Linked DNA regions of Mus musculus: region 1 is linked to region 2. The links are chromatin contacts, called in public Hi-C maps. All regions are on one chromosome and are shown on one strand. Each heading gives the region's core, a stretch centred on a gene start, on an enhancer-like site or on the middle of the called end of the contact. The rest is flanking DNA. Distances are from core to core; before and after follow the strand shown. Region 1 has its middle 6.4 kb from the start of Gm36427. Region 2 has its middle 29 kb from the start of Gm41040.

The links. A called contact is a pair of places that touch in the nucleus more often than the background predicts.
Region 1: a contact with region 2 is called in a Hi-C map of uterus, with 4 times the contacts expected there. The contact joins two enhancer-like sites. A contact is called at or near these places in 9 of 484 Hi-C or Micro-C datasets (the AML12 cell line, the N1E-115 cell line, cerebral cortex and 2 more) and 1 of 115 datasets of contacts at active chromatin or transcription factors (fibro-adipogenic progenitors).

What each region holds. Positions count from the first base shown.
Region 1 is chr13:101,309,007-101,315,534 of GRCm38.p6, forward strand. No RefSeq gene overlaps it. Among named protein-coding and RNA genes, the nearest start is that of Gm36427, 6.4 kb to the left of the region's middle. Within about 2 kb of position 3,110, at least 20 of the 459 cell types and tissues checked have an H3K27ac peak or open chromatin away from gene starts, as enhancers often do. A contact at or near this core is called in uterus, where this site is marked.
Region 2 is chr13:100,889,912-100,896,250 of GRCm38.p6, forward strand. No RefSeq gene overlaps it. Among named protein-coding and RNA genes, the nearest start is that of Gm41040, 29 kb to the left of the region's middle. Within about 2 kb of position 2,455, at least 55 of the 459 cell types and tissues checked have an H3K27ac peak or open chromatin away from gene starts, as enhancers often do. A contact at or near this core is called in uterus, where this site is marked.

The DNA of each region.
Region 1 (6,528 bases), core at 1,860-4,359, 420 kb after region 2:
GGAGCCCACGGGCCATCTAGAGACCCATCAGTTCTCCTACAGACACTCCCTTTTGATGGATTTGCTCTAGAGCAGTCCAGGGATCTGATCCTTGGCATCAACTGAGTACTCCGTAGGTCACCTTCAGACTTACAGTGCCAGCGGCTTTCTAGTCCAACCAACTAAACATTTTAAACACTGCTGGCAAATGCTGGCCTGATTGATTCAGAGAGGTTAATGGGATTGTATCTTAGGATCTACAAAAGTCATTGGTCACACTCCTGTTACCCTCAAGTGTAGTCCAGTGGCTGATTCCAGAAAGCTCTATATATTCACTCTGCTCAGTGATTATGCTGTGCTGATAGGGGCTCAGTTTTCCTTAAAGGGCACATGCTATCTTGTCTGGGGCTGAACGTGAAGACAAACATTTTGGAACATGTCCTCAAATGCAGAGTCTCTCCTGTTCCTCCAAGTAGTTGGTACCTTAGCAAGTTGCTGTATGTGTGCTGTCAAGTTAAGGAGCTGGGCTTTCTGGGAAGCTTTGTCCAGTGACTGTGACTCATTCTGAATGTCCCCGTCCAGCTTCAGGTCTAGGGAAGGGCAATGAGGTTTATTTTGAAATGAGGTTCAGAACTATGTTTACTTCATGCCTTCTTTGATGAGTGATCTATATCTGATTACCAGGAGTCATTGATCATCCTTCTTCACTTTCTAGTTGGAAGGAGGAGTGAAATCAACATCACTGGCTCTGTTTTTCCTATATTCATGGGCATTGCTCAGAACTTTCACACTAAGCAAGAAGAGGGACATCGGGGTCCTCCTAAAATAGGGACAAAAATAATTCATAATGGATGGGAGTGTAGAGTTTGGGAAAAGAACCAATCTGCCTTCAGTGGTAAAATCTCCATTGTTTTATACCTTTTGAGACTATCTCATTTTGTGTGTGAGGTTTAGGGGACATATTCCTAATGCTACTGTGGTCTCGATACTCAAGAGATCATGTGGAAATTTGCCTTTTGTGCCAAGAATGTTTCCAAAAGCTGGAAGAGTGAAAATCTCCCTGAAGTTCTTGAACTTACTTTCTTTCCTGTGGGTTTTCTTGTGGAGGGTATGCAGTCATAACTAGATTTTAAAACTACACATGTCTCAAGTCTCACTTAACTCTTCAGACCCATGAACTGGATGTGTTTCTAACAAGAGACACACCGGGTGGGTGTGTGCTGGGTAGTAAGGGTTGAGGGTTTAATTGCTAACTGGTGGAGAAAGGTGAACAGTATATAACAACCATGGGGGTAGGAGGCATGAGACCCAGAGATAAGATTTATTTTAAAACCTCCTGAGCCTTGGCTATTTGTCTGTACAACAGAGATCACAATACTGACTTTCAGAGGTCTGGAGAAGGCTTGAGTAATATAGTGTGTGTGGATGAAGTGCCCTGGGAACTGCAAACCATTTTACACATGTAAATTGTGGTTCCTGGACTCACATTGGATCGAATAGTTCTTGAAAACAAAGCAGTCTAAGTCTGGTGCTTTGTGAAACAGATATTCCTCATTGATTTTTTTCCTAATGGGATTTAATTTGTACACTGTTGTGTCTATGTGTTCAAGATATGAGTTGGGTGGAAAAGACCGAAACTCAGAAGTTGAGCAGCATCCCCACCTTGAAATGTAGAAACTGCTCAAAAGCCTGAGCTTTCATCATGGTAACCTGGGAAACAGCTGTGTGTAAGGTGCTCTCACCTGATGGGCTAGTGGGTTCCACATCTGCCCTCCAATTATTTGTCACCTCTCCCAGTGCATTTGAGCCACCTTTACTTGTATACAAGGTTTGCAGAGGACCATGGTCGTGACTGTTCTGAGTTTTCAAGCCTTCCAGAAAGAGAAGTGGTTTGGCATCTAGGGAATTATTTTTTTTTATAATTTCTACCACTTAATGTTCTCTCTCTCTCTCCCTCCCTCTCTCTCTCTCTGTGTGTGTGTTATGAGGGGGTTGATTTAAGCACTGGATTGTGTAACTGCCTTAATTAAGCAGTATTTTCAGGTAGGAACTGTTAATACCCCTTGTTTGTAGATAAGGGGAATGAACATGGGTAGCTTTAGATCAATTGTTCTGAGTCAGGAAATCCGACAGTGCAAGTTAGGAATATGTGTGGGCATGACTGGCTCTAACGGCTTCTCTTAGATCAGAATACTGCTCTATGTCTGGCTGGGCTAGGGATTTCAAGAAGCCAAAGGTATTGAGTGAGGTGAAACTTGACCTTGGAGGTATCTCCCTCTTGCCGGAGATAAGAGAGGCACAGAACATGTAGCATCCACCCCGAGGTGCTGATAGATTGGACCCACCTTCAGCCCCCAAAGGAAAATGTCACATGATGAATCAGCAGGGCCTAGATTGTCTATACATAGCACATGAGTGCTGGTCCCTCTGCTCCACACTGCTTTTCAGGTGCAATTAATCATTTCAGCCATTTGCTCTAAAGAGAAATGCCCAGATTTTAATGTCTGTGGCTTAGTGCAGGGCTTGGAACTTCTCCTTGGGTTCTCTTGAGTCTTACTTCCTACTGAGCATTCAGAACTTATAGGCATTGTTTTCAGAATGAAAAGAGGGAGCGAAGGAAGGGAGAGAGGGAAAATAAGGAGGGAAAGAAAGGAAGGAAGAAAAGAAAAGAAAGAAAAGAAAAGAAAAGAGAAAAGAGAAGAGAAGAGAAGAGAAAAAAGAAAAGAAAAGAAAAGAAAAGAAAAGAAAAGAAAAGGAGTTAGCTTAAGCAAGCAGAGGAGAAGGAAAGGGACAGGAACCTGGGATTCAGGGTGGAGTCAAGGAGAATGAAATGGAGGCTTTGGACACCTCCTTACCCACCCTATGCCATCTCATAAATCTTTATATTTCATTTCACTAAATGTGGCAGAAATACAACTGCGCTTGCACATAATTGCTGCCATTGAAGGAATCCACCCTGGCATACCCATTTGAGTTAAAAAAAAAAATAACCCATGTAACCTAAGAGCAAATCAGAGGCTGGACTCTCCGTGCCAAGCATAATCTCAAGCAACATTTAACTAGGTTCAATATTTATTTCCCTGCCTTGCCTCACTTTGAAATGATCTGGACTCAGTTCAGAGAGGACCAGCCCTGATTTTATGGTGCTCTTGGATAGCTTCCAGCAGCATGAGGGCTCAGATGTCAGGGAGTTCCAGAAAAGTGAGATCCTTGTAGATTTCACAATGTAAGACACCCTCTCCTGCTCACATTTTGCAACACGAAGGCCTTTTCCTTGATGTTATGACTTTTTGAGAGTTGTCTGAGCACCCTTAAATAATATCTCTCCTGCATGTTCCAACTTCTATCTTATCTCTAGGGGTGGAGTAGATAAAATTAACTTTGTTAACAGTGTGCATAAGTAAAAAAAAAAAAAATCTCAAAAAAATCTTCAAAGACCATTGACCAGTGTTCAAATAGACGACATGCTGCCAGCCATTGTGGAAGTCAGACTTAGAAGTTTCAACCTACATTAAGTAGCAGGTAACACTCAAGCAAGTTTGATGGATACAAGGGACACATCAAATAAAAAGCGGCCAGTTCTCAAGCTTTTGTACCTCAAATAATCAATAGAAAAGCCGGGCAATTTTAGTGTAAACCGGAGCTGTATCTTAGGATGGCAGGACTAACTTCTAGCTCCCTGTTAAAGGAGGGACTAGGCTGACACCGAATGAACTCACACTCACCCGTGACATTTATTATAGCGGCATGACTTGGTTAAGTGAAGTGATTGATACCCTCCCTTAAAAATGAAGCCTTTCATATATTTTTAGTTTGGAAAAAGACTCCAGGACCTTACTCTATAAAATAACATATTTTCATTTTCTTTATTTTACTGTCATCTGTACAAAGTGAGTTTTCATCTGGCTTAACCGCAGGAACTCAGGAGACTGTGAGGCCTATACTCATATCCTAAGAGCATCTTTTATTGACCATCAAGAAATCTGTGGGCTTCTCTAGGTGTGGAATTGGGAGAGTTGAGGGAGATAATGCATTTAAAGCAGCTAGTAAGATATGCAGGCATATAGTCAAGAAATGCTGGGCATACTGTTATTAAAATAATAATTGTTAAAGTTATCTTGATTCTTGATGTCATAATTCCATAAACCATTAGGCTATTAACAGATGTAAAAACAATCACACCTATTGTAGATGTTTATGTTCCAGGCAGGCAACATGGCTAATACTTTCTTTCTCTTTGGATTCTCATCACCATCCCCAAAGTGTATGAGCTTTAGAAAGGAGGAAACTGAGGAAATGGAAGGAAACTGTCAGGGTCTGGCTGGCCTCCCTGTGCCGTGTCACGCAGATGGTTGGGTTTTGGCCCGTTCTATCTTTGGATGACAAGCAAACACTGACACACTTGGAGGGGGTTACCGTATCTCTTTGGACCTTGGGCTTTTCATCTGTCAGGTGAGAAGGTAGAGTAGGGTACAGGAGATATTTTCGGGCTCCAGGACTCTAACAGAGTCAGTTGTTGAGAGATACAAGCTTGGAAAATGTATAAACAGGGTTTTATGTGCTTGGCATGGAGCTTGTGTGCGCGGATAGCTTGCTCTGCTCTGTCACTTCTTCCACTCAGGCTGAAGGGGGGAGTGGTGCTGCATTTCCCATGATCCTTAGCGTTCTCTCTCTCTCTCTCTCTCTCTCTCTCTCTCTCTCTCTCTCTCTCTCTCTCTCTCTGTAGGCTCTTCCACAGAAGAAGCTGTCTGCTTCCTCAGACACATCTGCAGTCTACATGGTTGGTTTCACAGAAGTAGTGAAATCTTGAGTTCTGGTAAATCTTCATGTCCTGCTTCCAAATTTGGATCTACAGAGACACTTAACAATAGCTCCTTCTTTTTAAATCCTAAAATAATTTTCCCTTCCATTCTGGTAATAATAGGATTAAAAGAACATTTGATTATGATTAAAAGAATATATTTATATTTGGTCCTCACACTTCAGGGGGAACAAGAAAAAAAGATTGGATACTTTTGTTGTAGGATATATATATATATATAGTTGTTGTAGGGTTAGTATATATATGAAATACTATATACATATATGTGTGTGTGTATACACACACACACACACACACATTTCAATTCTGGCCATATATTAAGCAGTTTACAGATATAGTATATTTGCAGTGGTGGACAAGGCTAAGGTCCAGTGTCTGGAAAATGGTAGGGTCTAGAGGTGATAGTAGGGACTTTGAACTTTAGAGTTTTTGTGGCACCAAGCCCAGGGACTTTTCTGATGACCAGTTGTTATGTCCTGGTGCCACAATAGACTCTTGGCCTGAGCTTGTGCTCATTCCTACTCTTGAATCTATCCTCTGCTAGGCCTGGCTCCATCCTGTCCCTCTATCTCAGGAGTGTGAGGGGCATGTAGAAATGCCCATGCTAGTTCAACTTTTTAGAAGCAGTTGGGACATTGGCACATTTTGGGCCTTCCACTTTTTGGGAGGAGAGAGAATGGTGGAATTCAGGCTGCAGAAAGACATGAAAGGAAAAGAAAAAAAAAAAAACATCTGCCTTTAACCTGTAGGGTTAGCTCCCTTATGCTGTCAGTTGGTAGACATTCCTTGTCAGGAGAGACACCTGCTCCATCCTGGTAACTTTAGTACCCTATAGATATTTGGAGGAAAGACTAGAATTAGTTAAACCATGATTTCACTTTTAGGTATGTGCATTAATTGTATGGCAGAGGGTTTTTTTGTTTGTTTGTTTGTTTGTTTGTTTCTTAAATTTGATTAATTTACATGTAAACACAGATCAAGTCAGAGCCTATCAGGTTCATGAAGGTTGCCACACATACCTAGACCAACTGAAGGAATAGTAACAGAAACTCACAGATGGACCAGACCTTTCAGGACAGAGAGGATGCAACTAGAAGCTGGAGGTGTGTTTTATAATGTGTTTCAATGGTACTTACCCAACCTGAGAAAACTCTTAAACAGAGATCTGTTAGCCTTGCCTTTGATGGTTTGTAGCTAACATTAAAGTCAGGGGACGGCCCTGTACTACTGGCTTTTTCCAAGTGAGGATCACTAAGCAAGAGTTGCTGCCCTTTAAATATTATTTACCCAAATATGACCTGGCTTTTCAGGGAAAATGCACAAAGGGAAATAAAAATGTCTATTTTCTTAAGAGCCCCTTAAAGCTTGCTGATGAAGCTCTGTCAGGGATTTTTAGCAAAGCTCTTTTGCAGGAGTTTAAAATATGCTCATAAAAATTAACTGCAGGCTTCTTATGCAAGTTAAAAACAGAATTTGTGTGGTTCTTTTAAAATCGTCTAGGTCTTTAAAGGAGGCATAATGAAGACACAGCCTCGTCAACGCTTTCCCTGTGGCTGCACAGCCTGTTTGTTTAAGGACCCATTAAGGCTTTGCAGCTCATCTTACCCTTCCCCTAGTCCCAGAAGCACAAAGTATTTCCGGTTTTGTTCAGAGTGATCAAGGAAAATGCCAGCTGTTCCTTTTTTATTTTGCCTTACCCCCGTTGAAACGGAATTAAAGTTCAGGAA
Region 2 (6,339 bases), core at 1,205-3,704:
AGGAACACCAGGGGCTTCTGGGAGACAGGGGAGACTAGGAATGGGTGAGGAGGGGCCTGTAGAGGGAGCAGAGATGGATGATTCCCGAATCTCAGCCTTTTTATCTCCAGAGCTATGAACAATAAATCCTGGATAGCTTAAGTCATCAGATGTATCTAAGTTTTGCCATGGCAACCCTAGAAAATTAGTGCAACAAACACATGCAAAACTAAAGGTGGGAAAAAGGATCTACCTGCCTGCCTCTTCCTTCCTTCCTTCCCTCCCTCCCTCCCTCCCTCCCTCCCTCCCTCCCTCCCTCCCTCCCTCCCTCCTTCCTTTCTTCCTTCCTTCCTTCCTCCCTTCCTCCCTCCCTCCCTCCCTCCCTTCCTCACTTCCTCCTTCCCTCCTTTCCTTCCTTCCTGCTTTCCTGCCTTCTTCCTGACTCCCTGCCTCCCTTTCCGGGGAGAATAACAGTTTATCTAGGCAAGGGGGTGGGAGGTGAGCATGGCATAATACAAGGTAGAACTGTCAAAATTTAATATTCATCATCCTATAAACATTGATGGTCCCTCTTAGCAAAATTACAATCCATTGGGAAGACTGTATGTGGCGGGGTTGTGTGTGTGCAGGTGGCTGTGCACGCATGAAGTCATCTTCCATGGTGCAGAATACGTAATGCTGAACCGGAGAACTCCAGGAGTAGTGACATAAACATTTTAGAATTGCAAGGGTAAGGAGGAGATGGGATCGCCAGGGCTGTGTGTGTGGGAACAGGATTGTGGAATGACTTATGTACTGTGTGCATGAATAACTTCCCTGTGATGAAAAGCTGCTTTAAAAAGAATTCTCAGGACTCACTGAGAGATGGCTCAGCAGTTAAGAGTGCATACTGCTCTTGCAGAGGACCAGAGTTAAGTTCCTGAACTTATGTGAGGTAGGTCACAACCTAACACCAGCTCCCGAGGATCTAATGTGTTCTGGCCTCCTCAGGAAACCATGTTTACAAACACCTCCCCCCTTACATATAATTAAGATGCTAAAATAAGGGACTGGAGAGATGATGGCTCAGTCGTTCAGCGCATTGGTTGCTATTCTAGAGGACTCAGGTTTGATTCCCAGCACCCACATAGTGGTTCACAAACATTTACAGTTTCACTTCTAGGAGATACCACACCCTTTTCTGGTCTCTGCTATCACCAGGCACACAAATGGTGCACAGACATTGTCTAGTCAGGGTTCTCTAGAGTCACAGAGCTTATGGAGAGTCTCTATATAGTAAAGGAATTTACTGATGACTTACAGTCTGCAGTCCGATTCCCAACAATGGTTCAGTAGTAGCTGTGAATGGAAGTGCAAGGATCTAGCAGTTACTCAGTCCCACACGACAAGCAGGCGAAAGAATGAGAGTGAGACTCCCTTCTTTCAATGTCCTTATATGGTCTCCAGTAGAAGGTGTAGCTCAGATTAAAGGTGTGTGCCACCACATCTTTAATCCCAGAAGACCTTGAACTCGGAGATCTCCCTGTCTTAATCTTCTGGAATCCATAGCCACTATGCCTCAAGATCTCCATACCAAGATCCAGACCAGAAACTTCTATCTCCCAGCCTTCAGATAAGGGTCACTGGTGAGCCTTCCAATTCTGGATTGTAGTTCATTCCAAATATAGTCAAGTTGACAACCAGGAATAGCCACTACAGACATGCATGCAAGCAAAATATCCATACATATAAAATAAAAAAACATTGTTACACAAAGCTAAAATAAAGAAAAAAAGAAAAGAATTATTGATATATGAAATCATTTATAGGAATAGGAATATGTTGATTTTGGAGACAAAGTTTGAGCTTAGACACATTTTATTTGGGGGGGGGGTGATTGTTAATTTCTCTGTTCCCTAGGCCTGAGGAAGGGTTGAGTACAGTCGGTTCCTACAACTTTCCTATCTCCCCTTATGCCACATTCACATCCTACTCTTATAAAAGGATAAAAGTGTCCATTATTTTGTTTGCACAAACTGGAAAAACAATAAGGTTCATTTTACCAAATTTTTCTTCAAAACTGAAACCTAGAGAGATGAAACTTTGGAAAGATCAATCTTTTAGAAAAACATATTACATCTTATTTATCGATCGTGAGTCTGTAAAGGGCATGCATCACAGCCCAAATGTGGGGGTCAGAGGACAACTTGTAGGAGTTGATTTTCTCCTTTTACTATGTGAGTCCAAGGGATGGAACTCACGTCACTAGCCTTGGTGGCAAGTGTATTTACCCCTTAAGTTACCTCGCTGGCTCAGGTAAGCACCACCTCTTGGGAGTGGGAGTCCCAGGAACCTTCTTATTCCTCGAGGAATTAGTAAATTCACCAGAACTAAGAACTTCCTGCAAATGCCTCTCCAATCCTTAGTTCTCAAGGAGCGAGGGCTCAGCCTGCACTGCCACAATTCGCCATTAGAGGGCAGTGCAGCCGCGAGAGCCGAGGAAGGAGGGGGCGAAGGATGCTTCTTAGCACTTGGAGAGTGGGAGGAAGTGTCTCGCAATGTTTGCACTTGAAGCATCTCAGTAGTTAGATATTTCACTGGCACAAATGGCGTGTCCTCTTCTAAATTTTGTGCGAATATGAAAAGGCAGTAACTTTGATCTTAGTGCATGTTCTATGGCTATCTATTTCGTTTCGAGCCAGGAATTTATTAGGACATCGAAGGGAAAGGCAAGAAGAACTTTAGATGGGCACATCTCTATTTCCCTACTTTTGCGATAGATTTAGTACACGCTCTGAAAGAATACAGTGCCGGCTGAAAAGTGCTCTGTTTCCTCTCTATTATTCTAAAATAGATGTGCTTCTCTCACGCATGGATGGACCATTTACCCCTGATTTGTATCTCGGGGACAAATCTGACTCGTTAGCGCCGTTATTTGTAAACTGCTAACCTGGTTCCCTGCGCTCTTGTAACGCTATCTTGATGGGTTGCTGTGAAAATGTGAAGCTGCCTGTCAGGCAGGAAAAATTATGTAAAAATGATGTGGGTATAGAAAATGGAATCGACAAAATGTAATAAACTCCCCCTGGGCTGGAGAGCCGAGCTGCATATGTAATGAAGTAGTTTAGGATTACGTCACCTTTTATATAACATCTGGCAGTGACTTTTATTTCAGAGCTAATTTGAAGAAGCCGGGAGCTCTTTTTTTTTTTTTTTCCTTCTCCCTCCCAGAGCCTGCCTTTATCTGAAAGAAGTAAAAGGAACAGTTACATTTTGCATGCAAAGGAAGCTGGAGTGGTTAGATTATTTCCTTGGGGTAATGGAGAAAGGGAAAAAGAAATAGAAGAAAGGTCAGGTGAACACAGCAGAGGGGATGGATAGGTTTGTGGGATTCTTAGACACACTGGACCAGTGCAAGCAGCCAGACAGATAACCTGGGTGGCTTGGCTCTCCTCTCCTCTTCCCTCTCCACTGCCCTTGCTTGGTCAGCATATACCTGATCCAAGAATACCATGGCAATAGTTTGTCTGTAAATATTTGATTCGTAGTAACAAGTTATAAAAATGTCTTAGATGATTGCTTAGTCCTTTGGTTTCTTTATCTTTCAAGGAGAAAGCCATCCCTCCAAACAACACCTGCCTTCCCTACAGTGTCCAGAAGCACACATCTGTTACAGTATTCACACAGTCAGCTCGACTCTGTCTTTTTGTCTAGATCAACAGTGATGAAGGTCTACGAATTTCCTCTCGTGGAAGAGAGAGCTCAGGATGGTTGGGACCATCTTTGCATCTCTCCTTTTTTTGCTGCTCCAAGCTTCTCTGCCAAGCTTGTCTTGTCACAGTCTGGTCCTTGCTGACTGAACTGTGTTTGATGACCTCACTGTCCCTCTTCATGATATGTTTTGAATCTTCCAGTCTTACTAAAACCCCAAGATATCCTTTCCTGAATCCCAAGGCCACGTGTATAATTCAGACGGGAGATTTTCTTACTTTTTTTTTTTTTTTTTTTTTGTGGCTGATGACTTTCCAACAGCGTGTTTGAGAGTTAGTGGGATGTTTCAAAGTCAAACAATAGATTTGCATATGATAAGGGAGAACGTGTTCTCAAGAAGCTGAAGTATGCTATGAAATCCATAATTATGATTTCTGCCAGTGCCGCCTTCTTCAGGCCTTGGCAACCCTATGGGTGAGCGAGAACAGGCATGTGGGCGTCAGTGGGTGGGAACTGCCAGTCGTTGTGGGTTGAGGGAAGTTAAATCCAGGAATCTTTCTTTTCAAGACTCGGGTCTTCTTGTAATCCCAGCCTCAGAAGGCAAGGGCTATGCTAGAGGGTCTAGATGTCAGCCTACGTCCTGAGGACAACTATGTGAGAGCCTGTGAGATGATCGTCATATCAGTGGACACGGTGTATTGGGTGGACATGGGTAGAGTGTTGGAGCAAATGGGGCCAGCCAAAGGACCCTTTGGTGGATTACCATCATGTGGGCTAGCAAGCTCTAGGCCATGAACCCCGAGACTTTGTAGGCAAGGAGTGGTCTTGGCTTTGTTTGTGGGGACTTTTATCTGGTAGCTTGGGAGGCAACTGCTGGAGGAGTTCTGTTGTCCTAACTTGGACTTTACCTTCCTCGAAGGAACCATGGCTGCTGGTCACTGGAGTAGCTGTATTGTTACTCTTTAGGGATAATCTCTCGTGCACTGTGTGGAGGCATCACCTGTCAATAAAGAGCTGATGGCCAATGAGCTGAAGCAGGATTAGAAGGTGGGACATTTGACAGAGAGAGGGGAAAGTCTGGGAGATAGTTAGAAGCAGGAGATTCAACCTGGACTGGAAGGAATGGCAGCTATACAATAGTTTACACTGGTTAATTAAGTTATAAGTTGGACTGGGAACAGCCCAAGCTTAAGCCCTATGCATAGTACATAAAGAGGCCTCTGAGTTGTTATTTGAGGGCATAGGTGGAAAAGCCCGTGGTTTCATTAATGTTAGGTAATTTAGATTGAAGTCTGAGTGAGGTCTGGAGGTGTCAGTATGTTTAATATTGATGCTGTGGTGTGTAGGCTATGAATCATCGTGTGGCATTCTACCCCCAAACACACTGTCAGTGTCATTACTTTTTAAGTATGTGCCATATGTTTGTGGGTCAGAAATTTGAGCCAGTGCTGAGCTGGGCAATTTAACCACAGTGACTTAGTGGTCTAGTGTGTACTGAAGGGTCTACAATGGGTCCACTCATGGGACTGGGTCTTATGTAGCAGGATATAGACTTCAGACCTGTTTTCTTTCTCCAGAACCGTTCTACAGGTTTTCTCTAGAAAGACCATTAGGATTTTACACAGTGCCTTACTCAGAATTTGGCCAGGTCTCTGAAAGTCTAAGCTCAGAACTGACAACGTATCAATTCCGTTGCACTTCTGTGGTCAAATTCATTGCATGGCAGCTCAGAATAAGAATGTAATAAAATAGCTGGTGATACATGCCTTTAATCCCAGCACTTGGGAGGCAGAGGCAGGTGAATCTCTGCTTTCAAGGCCAGCTTGATCTACAAGTAACAGAGAAATCCTGTCTCAAAAAAACAAAAAAACAAAACAAAACAAACAAACAAACAAAAAAACCCAAAACAAAACCAAACCAAAACCAAACCAACCAACCAACCAAAAGTAATAAAGCAGATCCTGTCTCCTAAGGAAAGGAGTGTTGCCGAATCTTTAGCCATCTTTGATCTACTAGGTAAATGTTGCACACACAAAGTGTATGGGGACAGGGCAAGAATGAGGACTATATAAAGAAAGACATTCCTTTTCTGTGGTAGTAGTGAAGAGTCAGGTTTCTCAAGTGAATGGAGGTCTCTGGGAGGGCTGTCCTTCCTTCCCTTCCACCTGAGGACAGTGTTCCAAAGGAGGAATTAGGGACATTTCTCATTTTCTCTACTATGCTGCATAGCAAGCTAGGGACTAAGCAAGCAATGGACTATCCAGGCTTGAAAGCCTTTCAGATTCTTCAGTTTGTACAGAGCAGGGTAGGGGAGAGCTAGAACTGGTTTTCAAAACTCCAATTAGACTACATTTAATTTCTTTTGTTGATAACGTCTATATACTGTACAGAACATACAAACGCTGGAATAAAATCATTGTTTTGTAACTGTAGTCACAACATAATCCTGACAGCCACCGTGCAGGTCCCCTTCTTCATCTCTCATTTAATTTAATTAACTTTTCTGCTTTTCTCTCCCCTCACCTTCACTCTTTCTCTTCCCACTCCTGTGTTCACAATACATACTGTCTTCTCTTCTTGTACCTTGCTTTTTCATAGCTGTCTCAAATCAGTGAGTATAGATTAACTTAGTTTCCACCCCTTAAAAAGCTATATGGTATTCTGTTGCAT